3 separate regions of the Mus musculus genome follow, and regions 1 and 3 are each linked to region 2. Evidence: chromatin contacts called from public promoter capture Hi-C data. All regions are on one chromosome and are shown on one strand. The core of a region is the stretch at or near the end of the contact, and the rest is flanking DNA. Distances in the headings are between cores, read along the strand shown.

Evidence for each region. Promoter capture Hi-C pulls out the DNA fragments that hold promoters and counts their contacts.
Region 1: a promoter capture Hi-C map of liver shows a contact between it and region 2, with 6 times the contacts expected there. A contact is called at or near these places in 2 of 39 promoter capture datasets (both in liver).
Region 3: a contact with region 2 is called in a promoter capture Hi-C map of pre-B cells, with 2.6 times the contacts expected there. A contact is called at or near these places in 2 of 39 promoter capture datasets (liver and pre-B cells) and 1 of 484 Hi-C or Micro-C datasets (CD4 T cells).

What each region holds. Positions count from the first base shown.
Region 1 is chr19:6,160,973-6,165,927 of GRCm38.p6, forward strand. Batf2 (basic leucine zipper transcription factor, ATF-like 2) reads left to right here and starts at 3,467. Exons shown (of 3, transcript NM_028967.2): 1 at 3,467-3,581. The coding sequence starts at 3,543.
Region 2 is chr19:4,960,619-4,965,519 of GRCm38.p6, forward strand. It overlaps Mrpl11 (mitochondrial ribosomal protein L11), which reads left to right and starts at 1,688. Exons shown (of 5, transcript NM_025553.4): 1 at 1,688-1,897; 2 at 2,261-2,356; 3 at 2,708-2,801; 4 at 2,888-3,047; 5 at 4,056-4,901. The coding sequence starts at 1,775. The coding sequence ends at 4,161.
Region 3 is chr19:5,962,411-5,967,239 of GRCm38.p6, forward strand. It overlaps Pola2 (polymerase (DNA directed), alpha 2), which reads right to left and starts at 1,796. Exons shown (of 18, transcript NM_008893.3): 1 at 1,416-1,796. The coding sequence starts at 1,494.

The sequences.
Region 1 (4,955 bases), core at 2,217-4,716, 1.2 Mb after region 2:
AAAGGTCCTCCCAAAGAGCTGTCACTCGGGAAGGCTTCCCTGACCTCCCGGACAGGAAGCGTCCCACACACCTTTGAGTTACAGACTAAGGCTCGGCTTTCAGCAGGTCCTTTACTCGATATGAGAAGTCAGACCAACCTCAGCTCCTTATCTTCCATGCATTTCAAGGGCCAAGGAGGCCAGCCCTAAAACAAGGGGTGCCCATCATGAGAAGATTTAGACCAAGAGATCCTTGTCCCCACACAGCTGGAGGCCTGAACATCTATTGCCAGCAGGTGTAGGAGGACGTTGGGACCAAGCACCAACACATCTCCTTCCTGTGGCTCCGTTTTCTTACAGGCTAGAAGGGGCCTCTAGGTGTGCAGGTCCCGTGGCAGCGAGTCTTCCAGGGAAATGCTGGGGAGCCTGGATGTCTGATGTCTCCACATTGAAGCTTCCCACCTTTAATTTGTTCATGTGCTGACGGAGCATCTGTTAGCTGAAGGCAGTGTTTGAGACATTGGGTCACTTCTGAGAGCAAGGCAGATACTTGCTTTGGACCTCAGGTACTGGGAAACCCCCAACTTCCACCCACCACCCTGCAGGGGTCACAGGCCCCCAAGAGCTTGACAGAGAAGACTGGGAGCTTGGACGAAAGAGCGATTGTGTTCTCCTTCCAGCTCTGCCTCCCTGGGGTGGGAGACCTTAACTCTCTGGGTTTTATGACCCCACCCTTTAGGAATGTATTTAATGTCAGTGTTTTCTCCAAATTCATGTTTCAAACACCAAACCTTCAGTTAGATAGTGTCACATGGCTGTAGTTGTACCAACTTCAGGAGGCCAGCCTGGGCTACATAGTAAGACCCTCCCTCAAAAAGAAAAGGAGGAAGAGGAAGAAGAGGAGGAGGAGGAGGACAGTGACAATGACAAACAGTAGTAGCAGCAGCAGCAGCTGCCACCACCAAACATGGTAACTCACTAGGCAGAGGCATTACGTTAAGGCCAGCCTGATGCACATAGAGTCCTAAGCCAGCCAGGGCTACCTAGTGAGACCCTGACCTAGATAACAAGAACACAAAGCTCTGCCAAACGATAGAACTTGGTGCTACACACCTGGAATCTCAGTGCTCTGGAGGCTAAGTCCAAAGCATCTCTGAAAGTTTAAGGCTAGCCTGGGCTACACAATGAGACCCTGGCAACCCTTAACAAGAGCTCAACCTGCTGTTGTCTTGCTTTGGGGCTTTTCTGCCTCTAGAGCTATGGGGAATAAGCACTGTGTAAGCCATCCAGGCTATTGTGTTGGTGTGAGGTGATGAGGTCCCTGGCTGAGCGAGGGGTCAGGGCGTGTAGTCTCACTGGTCTGGAAGTCCATCCACCTCTCAGGGAAGCTTGCAGGGCCATTTAAGGTTAAACATTACCCTGTACCCATCCCCGCCCGCCACTCCCTCTCCCTTCTGAAGATCAAGCCATAAACACCCCCCTTTCCTCTTCCTCTGGAGATGTGGTCTCCCAGGAGGAGGCGCCCCTGTAGACTGTCCAGTTCTCCTGGAAGCCCCTGGTCTAGGAAGTCAAGGAGTCTAGTTAGAACTGCAGGCTGAAGCAGGGACACTGGGCCCTAGTCTTCTCAATAGGTGTTTTTTGGGGTGACGTCATACCCAAGCTTCCTCCAGATTGTTCCCCTGTGGAGTTCACAGACAGGCTTAATGAGCCCCTCAGGTGCTGCATCCAGCCAGCGCCCTACCCTACCCGATGTCTGGGAGACAAAAATAATTCCAAGAAATGGGTAGCCTAGGTCAACCCATTTCAGCCCCTGCCCCCAGGGCTCTCAGAAGCAAGGTGATAGGGTCCTGCTGGCACGTCCAATCTCATCGACCCAACAGTTTCAATTATGAATATGTCAGCGATCCTAGAATCCAGATCCACTGCAAGTCTCAAAGAGAAGATGCACCAGGCTGGGCAGTGCTTTCTAATAGGGAAGGGCTCTCTTCATCCTGTTCCTCCCCTTCAAACAGCTCTGTGGACTAGGAATGACTTTATCATCCACAGCAAAGGGATCACACACAGAAGGTATGGATGATAAATTTGGTGGGCAGAGCACCAGGGCTCATCTCTTAAGGCTCAAGCTGGCTTCAGGACCAGTTCTAGAGATGGCAAAAGATTCCTGTGTTGCATAACTCTGGTCATTACAGACATCACGACATGGCAGACACTACTAATCAATTGCAGTCTTTTTATTTTTATTTACTTTACTTATTTATTAAGAGACACCGTCTCTTCTAACCCAGGCTAGACCCCAATTCTGTGTAGCCATAAACTGCCTTGTCCTTCTGGTCCTCTTGCCTCCATTTCCCAAGGATTATAGGCATCTGCCACTGTGCCCAGATTTAGCACTTTTTGTTTTTTAAATATAAACTTGGACATAAAGATTCCTTTAAAAGTTTTATTTTGTGGGCTTGAGAGATGACTCAGCGATTAAGAGCACTGGCTATTCTTCCAGAAGATCCAGGTTCAGTTTCTAGCGCCTACATTTTTGCTTATAAATATCTGAAACTCTAGTTCCAGGGGCTCCAGTGCCCTCTTTTGGCCTCTGAGGACACGGGGCATATATGTAGGGCAGAGACATACATGCAAGCAAAACACTGGTATGCATAAATTAAATTTAAAAAGTTTAAATTCTTCATCATCAGTGGGACAGGGTCTCATCATTTAGCCCTGGTTGTCCTGTAACTTACTCTGTAGACCAGGCTGGCCTTTAACTCAGATACCTGCTGGGCTCTGCCTCTGAGTCCTGAGATTTGGAGGTTCGTGCAGTCACGAGCACTATCACGCCAGCTCTGATTGTTGATTTTTTGCATGAGTCCAACATCGGTCTCAGAGAGTTTGGAGTGGTCGTGTTGTCACAGTTCTTTTGTTATGCCTGGGAACTTTTATATTTTGAGAATTTTTAGTTCTTACTATGTAGCCCAGGTTGGCTTCAAACTCATGAATGATTCTCCTGCCTCTGCTTCTCCAGTGCAAGTACCACACCAGGCACACCCAGCCGCAGGCCTGGAAATTTGCTCCACCCTACCCATACCCTTCATAGATAAGGAAACCAAAGTTCAGAGAAGGTGAATCACCTTCTCAAAGCTGCACAGCTCCAGTGTGGACTGTGAACCTGGACTTTCTCAGAGACTATGGGGGCTCCTTCACGCACCCCACCCCAACCCCGCTTTTCCTCTAGGTTCTGTCCCTGGCATCCTGCCAGCCCTCTCCAGGATACGGTCTTGTTAACTGCTCCCATCTACCCTCCACCATCCTTCTTCTAGAGAAGGGGCCTAACCGGAAGGCTGCTCTTGTTAGGAAGTTCCACCCACGTGAGTGAGCGTGAGCGAGCAAGAGCCAGGGATTCTGGGCAGCCCATGGTTTTAGGAGAAACTGAAACTGGGTGTGCTAGGGGCGGAGTGGCCACTGGGGATTTAAAGAGCCACCACTTCCTTGGGCCTCCATAGGTCACTGGGAGGGGACAGCTGCTGAGGGGACATCCAGGACCAGACTGAACCTCTTTTCCCCTTGCCTAAGCCATGCAACTCTGTGGGAGTAGCGAGCTGCTGACTGAGACAGTGAGTACAGGGGACTAGGAAAGAAACGCTATGGAGAGAGACAAGGAAGGCTGCAGTAAGGTCACCATGATCTGTGTGACCTGGGAACTGGGCTGCACACTCCCATCTCACGGTTTAGTTCCTCCTGGGCACTGGAATGACTTCCTGGCGCTCACACTGCAGACCAGTCTCCAGCTTTGAACTTGGACCCTGCATGCGTGCGTACTGCTTCCTCGCAATCCATTTGCTCTCACCTTGCAGCGTTTCCCAGATCCTTCCCTTCTCTCTCTAGTCTCCCAAATCACAGCTGCCTTCTTTCCTCGCTGACTCTGTCTTTCTCCAGCCTCTATTCTGGTCTGAAGTTTGCCCTGAGGAGGATATAGCCACAATCCAAGGGACATGCAGAGTCCTCAGCCAGAGTGGCTGGAGTCTTGCCTGAGGTGGAGTGACAGAGACAGGGTCCCGCTCTAGGCATTTGACTTCAAGTTCCATTTAAGTTTTGTGGTCCCCGGGGTTGGAGGGCTCAGAGCTCTCAGGAGCAGTCCTCTCTGCCCAATGGAATCTCCATCAGTTCTAGGCAGCCGCCCCACTGCCCTGTGAGTGAGCATGGAGTCTTGTAGATCTCTTCTGTGCCAGGTAGGTGACATTCCTGCTTTGAGGAAAGATCTCGTGTATCCCAGGCTGGCTTCAAACTCACTATGTAGCCAAGTCTGGCCTGAACTAATCCTTCCATTACATCTTGCCATTTTGCCTAATTTTATTTGTTTGTTTTGTCTCCTCTTCCTACTCCTCCTTTTTCTTCTTCTTTTTCCCACTTCTGTGCCCTTCTAGTTTTGTGCCTGGTGCATAGTAGATGTTTAATAAATGTTTGTTGAAGGGATGGGGAGATAGCATAGTCAGTGAAGTACTTGTCTCGGAAGCCTAAAGACCTGAGCTTGGTCCCTAGCATCCATAAAGCACCTGGTTAGGTGGCAAGCACCTGTAAGCCCAGCCCTGGGAGAGGGGCGCTTGCTGACCAGGCAGCCCAGTCTTACTGGTGAGTCCCAGACCAGTGAGAGACTATATCTCACAAACAAACAACAAACAAACAAACAAACTAGGTGGGGGCCAGTTAGGAATGCTCACTGCTCTTGGAGAGGACCCGAGATTGGTTCCCAACACCTTCACGGGGCAGCTCACAACCAAATCACCTGTAACTCCAGCTCCAGGGGACTTAACACCTGCTTCTGGTTTCCAAGGGTACAGACACTCACATGCATACACAGGTCACCACATATACACACAACTTAAATTAAAAGAAGGCAGATGGCTTCTGAACATGAATGATACTTAAGGCTGTCCTCCTACAGTGTACACACACACACACACACACACACACACACACACACACACACA
Region 2 (4,901 bases), core at 438-2,937:
CTTTAGATCCTTACACAAAGGACCTGACTTTCTTTGCCAGCAGGTTGTAGGGAAGTTCAAGTCTACAAACATTTTCAAAAACAGTGGTGGGATGGGGTTAGGAGATGGTTCAGTGATTAAAGTGTTTCCTGAAAAAGAGTCAGGGCCAGAGGCTGGGTCTTAAGAAACCCAGGTAAATGCCATCTGGGCATGGTGACATCCCTGTAGTTCCAGGCCAGCATAAGAACTCCAGAGCAAGCTGGTTAACAAGATGAACCACTGGCAAGCTCTTAGTTTGAGTAAGAGACCCCACCTCAGAAGGGCAATGGAAGAGGATCTTAACATCAGCCTCGGCCCTTCTCGTGTGTGTACACATGTGCAAATCCACACACACATTCACCCACACACACGCAAAAACGTACATTGCACACACAAGGAAATGGTAGAGGAAAGAAAAAAATGGAGGTTTGTGAGAGGCGGTTTAGAGGAAGATGATAGAATTTGAAGTGGTATGCTACATAATAGGCTGCCTGGTTGTCTGGAGAGGAATTATTTTTTAAAAAGGAAAAGAAAAGGAAAAAAAAAAGAAAAAAGAAACTGGAGAATTCCCCTCGAATCTGAAGGATCGCAAACAGTGAGTTAGTGGATAGTTCCTTCGAAGTAGTCTCAGTCTGGAGACTGGATCAGAGAACTTTATATCCTGAACTGTTGGAGAAAATAATGGAGCATTCAACCTACAGTTATTGGAGCTTTGCAGCCACGTGTGGTCAGGAAGAGTCTGTGAGTCAAAGAGTCCTACCAAGGCCATTGCTACTACCCTAAAGTGCCTAGATACACAAGATTGCTCTAGGGAGGGATAATAAAGGCTTCAAACACCACCTGGCTCAAATACCATTCCCTAAAACGCAAGTAATAATCAGGAATCCTGGACAGAATAGAGCGGGATGCGGAGTTCTGAGACACAAAAAGTCATCTTCCAATGAAAAAATGAAAGACGGGGAAGCAATAAAGTATGCCTAATAAGCTAGTGGAAAATCAGGTTTGACTGGGATGAGAATTCACAAACTTAGCATTTCAAAAGCGCGGGGAAGAGCTTTTCCCTTTGTATAAATAGCGGTAAATGCCTTCTTGGTTCAACGTGTGTTACTGAGCTGTCACAACAATTCTGAAAGGTACCTATAATATTCGCGGTGTCAAAGATTTTCATAGGTAACAGAAACAGTAGCCTAATCCTAGCTCTAACTCTTTGTCTAGCTATGAATCAGGTTCATAGCCAGCAAGAGCAGCAGTCTGCCATTTCATTTCCCGTCTATAATCATATTGCCTTCCATGAAAAACCACATGAGGAAACAAAAGACTCAAGGGATTTTGCATAACTTGCTCCATATCAAACGCTAAGATATCACTGTGTCCAGCAGATGGCAACCCAGAACACGGCCAACAGCAGGCGCAGGATAAGGCGCTGAACTACATACCCACAATGCTGTGCGGAGACTCAAAGTCCCGAACTCCTGTTTGGCTGTCTAAGGTGATGCCTGTGCGCACCGCTGAGGGATTGTGTGTACTGAAACCATATAGGTTCTCGTCCTGCCTTCAGAGCGCAAAGTTCAATTAATTCTTAAATTCCGTAATTGGTCTTTAGTTGGAGAGCTGTATGCCTGAAACAAGACTGCTCTTTTTTGGTCTCATTTACCCTAGCCGAACACGAGGGCCCTTCACCTCTGACCCAAAATGGCCGCGCCCAGAGCGTAGTTCTTTGCTTCTCCGAGGCGAGCTAAGATTAAAATCCTACATCATGTCCAAGCTAAGCCGGGCCACTCGGACCCTCAAGAAGCCCGAGGCCGGCGGCGTGATCCGGTCCATCGTGCGAGCAGGCCAAGCTATTCCTGGGCCTCCACTAGGTCCCATCTTGGGTCAGGTGCGGTGTGCGGAACCCGGCCTGGGAGACGTGGGAGAGTGCGCTGGAGCCGGGGAAGTCTCCTTTATAAACGTTGTCTCCACTATTCACACCTTCAGGCCTTATGTCCTTGTATTACTTACGGAGCCTCTTTTGACCTCAGCACCTCTGACCCCCAAGTTGGCTAGTTGCTGATTAAGTGGTACCTTGTGGACGAATTGCCTGGCACCCAAAGCTATAGAACCAGAGTAGAAGAAATATAACAACACACACCCATACCCCCGCCCCCCCCCCCCACACACACAAAGATGAAAGGACAGGGGCTCCTGGTTGGTAGAAAGCCTTCAGCTCCCATACTTAACTTTGTGTATGCGTTCCTTATAGCGAGGTGTCTCTATCAACCAGTTCTGCAAAGAGTTCAACGAGAAGACAAAGGACATCAAAGAAGGCATTCCCCTGCCTACAAAAATTTTTATAAAGGTAGAGAGACCCATTCTCCCATATATTTCCTTGGCCCTTGAAACTAGTCACTCTGGTTGCTTCTCTGACTCTTAACTTGGTTGCTACCTTCCACTTATCATTTAAACAGAAGCCTAGACCATAATTTCTCTGAACTGGCTTGATCCTGCCATATTGTGGTTCTTACCTCTCATCTCACTGGGGCTTCCAGAGGAGATTTGGGCTAGGAATAAAAATGGCAGGGATGTGTGCTGTAGATTTGTTTTTCTGTCTTTTGTGGTGTGCAAGTTGGTGGGAGAAGGAAAGGGACATTAGAAATGTCTTGGACTGGATAGAAAACCAAGAAATTCTCATGTATCTTTGTCTGTTAAGCCCGACAGGACATTTGAGCTCAAGATTGGGCAGCCCACTGTTTCTTACTTTTTGAAGGCAGCTGCTGGGATCGAGAAGGGGGCCCGGCATACAGGTAAGGACTAGAGTGGGCACCTGAGAGTCTGATGTATCCAGAGAAATGTAGTGGCACTTGAAGAATTCTTTGCTCCTTCTTCCCAGGGAAAGAGGTGGCAGGCCTGGTGAGTTTGAAGCACGTATATGAGATTGCCTGTGTCAAAGCTAAGGATGATGCTTTTGCCATGCAAGATGTGCCCCTGTCTTCTGTGGTCCGTTCCATCATTGGCTCTGCCCGTTCCCTGGGCATTCGAGTGGTGAAGGAGTGAGTATCTTGAGAGGAATCCAAGTAAGTTCTTCATTTGGGAGGAAAGCTGAGAAGGCCCATTACAGTGAGGTGGTTGGGCTTTATTTGTTCTTCTTAATTTATAGCCTATGTTAGTTATGCATATTAAGCTTCATTGTGACATTTTCATACATGTCTAGCAGATTCTAGCAGAAGGATATGGGTTGAAGCCTCATCTTGTTTGGAATATATTTCATAAGCACCTGTTCTGTCCTGGACATGGATCTGGGCACTGGCTAGAACCAGGAATGGCCAGTAGTGCCTGGCCACTCTGGAGAAATGTGTAGTCCTAAAGGCCGACCCATACATAGAGGCCTAGACTAGCAGGTGTCAATGTTATAAAATCAATGGATGTCATGCAAGCAGAGAGGAGATTTCCTGCTTTTACCTGATGTGTCATTGAGGACTCTGAGGGAGGTGACATGGAAACTGCCCAGGAAAAGGAGGGTAAGAGAGCGTAAGATTACAAGGAGAGGGAAGGAGCTGAAGCTAAGTTCACTCTGGTCGAGGAGTCTTGTCTAGAGGCATATGGGATGTGGCCTGAGGGAGGGACGAGTCAGAAGGTTCCCTTGTCAAGTAGGAGAGCATTTGCCCCAGAGCGCAGCAGAGACAGGAGCAGGGACAGTCATCACTGGCCGCTTGCTGCTGGTGTCATTCCCTACAGCAAGACTGGCGTCAGTTGTTCCTCACGGGGGTGAGGTTAGAGCACAGTTTTCCTGGATGGTTTAAATCCTTAAAGTATGTAGATTTGTGGCTCAAAGGAAGGCCTAAGAAATCCCAATGGTATAATAGAGGCCACAGGTTAGGTAGGACTTTAAGACAGAGTCAAGGCAGAGGAAGGTAGCGTGTGTGAGTTGTGGTTCCAGGAAGAGAAACCACAGATGAGTAGAGGTATGACAGTTGGAAAGTCCAGGGAGGGGAGTGGACAGGGCAGCTGGGATCTGCGCCAGGACCCGCTCCTCACTGACTGTCTGTCTCCTTCTGTAGCCTCAGTGCAGAAGAACTGGAGGCTTTCCAGAAGGAACGAGCTGTGTTTTTGGCTGCTCAGAAAGAGGCAGATTTGGCAGCCCAGGCAGAAGCTGCCAAGAAGTGACCCCAACTTTCTACACTCTGAGAATTTGAAGTGAGAGGCTGAGAAAGGGGGCCACAGAGGAAGCTGAGCCAAAGGACTTCATGGCAACCCGATTTCTAGTTTCCTGACATGTTTCTGTACATTTGCTGTGCCAGGGGATCAAGCCTGAATAAATATCCTTTGTCATCAACTCTCAGCTTCTCTCCTGAGACCCCAGAGATGGGGACCAATACTGACAGTTCCCAGCCTTCACAGGTGTGAGCTGCCCTACAGGTGAACGCAGCCTCAACCAAGCAAATTATCATGCCCAGTGCCTTGGTCAGCCTTGTATTATATCAAAATAACCAAAGCTTGGTGCTTTATAAAGAAAAGGTATTGATTTGGCTTCTGATTCATGGTGCTGGAGTATGGCAAGGCTCACTTGCTGTATGACAGCATGGTACAGTGGAAACAGTCACATACATAGGGCCATCTGTGTGAGGTAGCCTCACCTGGACCAGTCCCCGCCTTAAGGCCAACATTAGTGAAGGTTGGACTCCCAGACCCCTCCGCCAGACCACACTTTGATTTATTCATTTTATATGTGACTGTTTTGCCTGCATATATGTGAGTGCACTGTGTGCATGCTTGGTGTCTGTCAGAAGAGGGTATTGGATCCCCTGGAGCTGGATTTATGGGTAGTTGTGAACCAGTATGTGGATCCTGGAGTTGAACCTGGGTTCTCTGTAAGAGCAACAAACAAGTGCTCTTACCTCCTGAGC
Region 3 (4,829 bases), core at 546-3,045, 1.0 Mb after region 2:
TTCAAATAAGGACAAATTTAGCCCTGCCTTTGGCAAGACAAAGGTCATCAGTCCCCCATAACAGCAGGTTCCTATGACCGGGAGGACAAAAGCCACAGAAAGGGAAACTTAAGGTATCCAGTATGGACAACCCTTCTGGAGAGGCCTGTTGTAATCAGGAAGGGGAGAACTCAGGAGTGGGGTCAACAAAGCACTTTAGGCAAAAGACACACCCCTCCCAGTTGGTGACACCTGCTTTCAGGTGCAATCTGAGACCTCATCTCAACAGAAACAACAACAACAACAACAAAGAAAAGCAGAAAACACACCTGTTAGCTTTATAGGGACAATTTTTTTTTCTAGTAACACCTAAACTTGATTTTATATGCATGAGTATTTAGCTTGCATTGAAGTGTACAACATGCATGCAGTGCCTGAGGTGGCCAGAAAGGGGCACAGGATCCTCTGGAATGGGAGTTGCAGATCCCTTGGGTGCAGGGAAGTGAATGTCGGTCCTCTGGAAGAGCAGTCAGTGCCCTTAACCACACAGCCATCTCTCCAGCCCCAGGGCACAGAATCTTCAAAAGATTTCAAGTTCTTTTAAAAAAATGTATATATTATTACTTTATGTGCATTAATGTTCTGCCTGCATGTATGTCTGTGTGAAGGTGTCAGATATTGGAGTTATAGCAAGCAAAGCAGACAGGATGGCACTAATTCAGCTCTTAGCCTTGAATTCTCTATGATCCTCCAGGCCTCAGCCTCCCACGTGCTGGGGTAACAGGCAAGCCCACTTATACTACGGTTTTATTTCCTACAGTAAGAATTTCAAGGGGTACACACACTGCTATTCTGACACTGATGCACACATCTTCCAGGAGAGATGTGTGATTTAAATCTTTACCACTGGTCTCTGTGGAGCAATAGGATGAGGCACTGTACTCCAGAGCAAAAGTCAGGGGTCGGCACACAATCAGGCAACTAAGTCTCCTTGCCCATGTCCCTCCATCTATAAAGAGAGGGAGCCAATAAGCACCTTGAAGTTTCTTCCAAAGCTAAAATAAAGGACTAGGATCCACCTAGAGGAATTCCTATTTGCACAGATCACTAAAAACTCTGATGAGCAGGGCATGGTGGTGTACATCGTTAACCCCAGCACTCGGGAAGCAGAGGCAGGCGATCTCCGTGAGTTCAAGGCCAGCACAGTAATCTACATAATGAGTTCTGGGGTTACCCAGAAAGACTCTGTCTTTAAAAACCAAACAAACAAAAAAACCTCTAATGAGAAAAGTCATTGAGCAAGAGATGACTAGGTATGAGATGCAAACGGTTCCAATGTCTCCTATTGGTAATGTCACCTGTTGTTTAGTCGGGACCCAATAGGTACCACACAAGCATATAGAACTTGGAAGCGATCCTCTCGGTTCGGGACTCACGTTTCTCCAACAGGGAGTCCTCGTAGTCCAGGCCGAAGATCTGTAGTTCCTCCGCCAGCTGCTGGGTGGACACGGCCATGGTGACCCGGGAGTGGCCGGGCGCCTGCCGCCGGGCCCCGACCTCAGCTCTACCCTGCAGACGCTTATCCTTTCGCTTTACCGGAAGGTGACAGGGACGTGTCACGAGACCACCTGGCCTAAGCCCTCAAACGACCCCAGCCACCAGGTCACAGAGAAATACTTCAAAAGCCCTCGAGAGGTCTCGATCCAGAGAGAAAACTTGCTTCCGAGGACTACACCTTAGCTTCTCCGTGAGGAGCACAGCACAGGAAAAACCCGCCAAACGCTTTGCCTAGCGCGCGCTTGCGCGAGGTTCTGCTCGGGCCCCGCCCTCCCCGCGCACGCGCCGGTCCTCCCACTGCAGCTGCGCAGAACGCGCCTCTGCGCGTCACTCCGCGCGGAAATTGAGAATCGAGACCCCGTACTGTGGCTGTTTCAGGAGTCGCCTGTTCTGCTAAGCTCTGCGATGCTTGTTTGTCCCTTTTTTTTTACCCTTGGCCAGGAGGCGCTGTTTGTCTGTATCTTGCAGTGACTGACACGTGTGTCCAGCACGGCCCTGGAAGGGCACGTTAGCTCCTTCCTCCCCCACCTCAGCATCTCCATCCTGCTCTGCCTTGGTTCGTCCTGATCTAACGCTTTCGTAGGGAATGTGGTTATTATAGCTGTTATGATTGTCAGTCACGGGGATAGCGGGAGGGCAGGTCACTGAAGGGGGAGTGGTTAGAGAGTAAAACAAGGAGTGCATTCTCTTCTTGATGTATTTACCAAATTTTCGAACCAAAATCTCCATTGATTTGGCTTAGGTCAATTGATCTGTGACACCCTAAGAATGGAATGGAAGACTGGCAGAGCCTTTAAGAAAAAACGGTTTGAAGCTAGGCCTGGTAGCACACACCTGTAATCTCAGCACTTGGAGGCTGAGGCAGGTCTCTGCAAGTTCCAGCCAAGGCTATACAGAGAGACCCTAACAAGCAAGCAAGAAACACCAAACAGGACTGCAGAGATGGTTTAGCAGTTACGCTTACTGATCTCACAAAGGACTTGGGTTTGGTTCCAGCACTAGTGTGGTGGCTCACAGCTGCCTCTAACTCCAGTTTCAGGGGACCTGAGACCTCCTGACCTCCACAGGCTCCTACAATCACATGGTGCACATACATACACTCAGGTACTCACAAACACCCATTTAAAACCATGCCGCTAGCCCCAGCACTAAGGAAGCAGAAGCAGGAAGATTACTGAGTTTAAGGCCAGCCTGGTCTACAGAATGGCACCCAGAACAGCAGGGCCACACTGAGAAACCCTGTCTCAAAACAAAAACAAAGTGTGTCTGTGTGTTTAAAGGCTGATTGAACTTCAACTTTCTCAGTGAACATCGTGGCTCAAAGCTTCAATCTCAATATTTGGGAGGCTGAGGTGAGATATTAACACGAGACTGCAGCCGACTAGGCCCACATTTTAAGTCTGTCCAACAGAAAAACAAAACAAAACAAAACTTTACTGGGTTTTCACACTAGTAGCAGGAAGCACTGGGCTGGGCTGCAGGAATTTAGCCACCAGGTGGCAGCAAGGTCACACAACACTACGATTTAGTCCCTCAGTGCTGCCACACATCATTAACATCTGAGGCTTATGGCCTTTCTGATAAAGAGAGGTAAGATTTAAATACAGCCTCACAAACCTTGAACCAATTATCACCCATTTCTAGAGATTAGGGGTGTAGCACACCTGGCAGAGTGCTTGCCTGGCGTATCTAAACCTTGGGTGTGACCCTCAGAATCTGATGGCCATTGGCACATTTGTAATCCCAGTACTTGGGAATGAAGGACCAGAAGTTACCCTTAGCTACATCAGAAGTTCAAGGCCAGCCTGCTACAGGAGACCCTGCCTCAAATGAATGCATAAATAAAGCAAAGCCATCTTTCTTTCTTTCTTTCTTTCTTTCTTTCTTTCTTTCTTTCTAGATTTCTTTATTATTATGTCTAAGTGCACTGTAGCTTTCTTCAGACACCCAGAAAATGCTGTCAGATCTCATTACAAGATGGTTGTGAGCCACCATGTGGTTGCTGGGATTTGAACTCTGGACCTTTGGAAGAATAGTCAGTGCTCTTAACCACTGAGCCACCTCTCCAGCCCCCAAAGTAATCTTTTGACTATTTTATTATTTTGTGCGTATGAATGTTTTGACTTCAGGTATGTCTGATGCTGAGGAGGCCAGAAGAGGGCATCAGATTTCCTGGAACTGGACTTAGAGATTAAATTGTTAGCCACCATGTGGGTTCTAGAAATTGAACCCAGATCCTTTGCAAAAGCAGTAAGTCTCTTAAATGTCAAACATCTCTGTAGCCCCCGCCCCAAAGTATTGTTGTTGCTGAGATTAAAGTTGAGCAACACCACACACATCCCATCCAGCCAAAGTAGTCTTTCTCTCTTTCTTTCTTTTTTCTTCTTTTGGTTTTTTTCAAGACAGGGTTTCTCTGTGTAGCTCTGGCTGTCCTGGAACTCACTCTGTAGACCAGGCTGGTTTCAAACTCAGAAATCCACCTGCCTCTGGCTCCCAAGAGCTGGAATTAAAGGTGTGCGCCACCACTGCCTGGCAGTAGTGTTTCTTAAGGTAACCCTTAGAGGCCAGGCAGAAACCAAAATAAGACAAAGGAAGAAAAGAATGAAGGGAAGCAGAGAGGGAGGGAGGGAGGGAGGGAGGGAGGAAGGAAAGCCACAGTTTATGGAGCTGCCTACGAGGCACTGTGGCCTGTGGCCAGAGGTAGGGAGTGATGGTAACTCTGAAGGAGTGGGACAGCAACCGAGGTCACCAAGCCTGTGCTCAGTTGGGTGTCTCCCAGTCATCTTTCCTCCCTGGGTGTGCACTCTACTGCTGAGCCACATCCCCAGCCTTTGCGTGCTCAGGCCCTGTTGAAGCCACTGTGACCCTGTCAGCTCCAACCCCTTCTAGTGGGCTCCTCTCACATTCCTCCTTTCAAGCCTGGATGTGTCCCATGGCGCCGAGTGCCCCTCCCAGTACTCTCCTGGAATGTTCCTCACTCCTGAAGCTGACTCTTCCTATCTCATCTCTGTAGCATTTTGCTGTGTCATCCTGCACGGCCTCCGGGGCCTCTTCTTCACCCTCATCCCTGTTGGGATTGCACGCAGCTCACGTTTGGACTGGTATATTCCCATCAGAACACTCCCTGCTCTGACCTGGTGCCTGGCTCCTGGCAGGCTCTCAAAAGATGCAAATCTATGGAGGAAGCTTAGGGTCAGGGGAACTGGCTTAGGATCTCCTAGGCAGTGGAGAGCCTCCCCAGACTGGCACAGGTTCCTACCCACTGTACTCACATTGGGTTTGAGCCCTTTGTG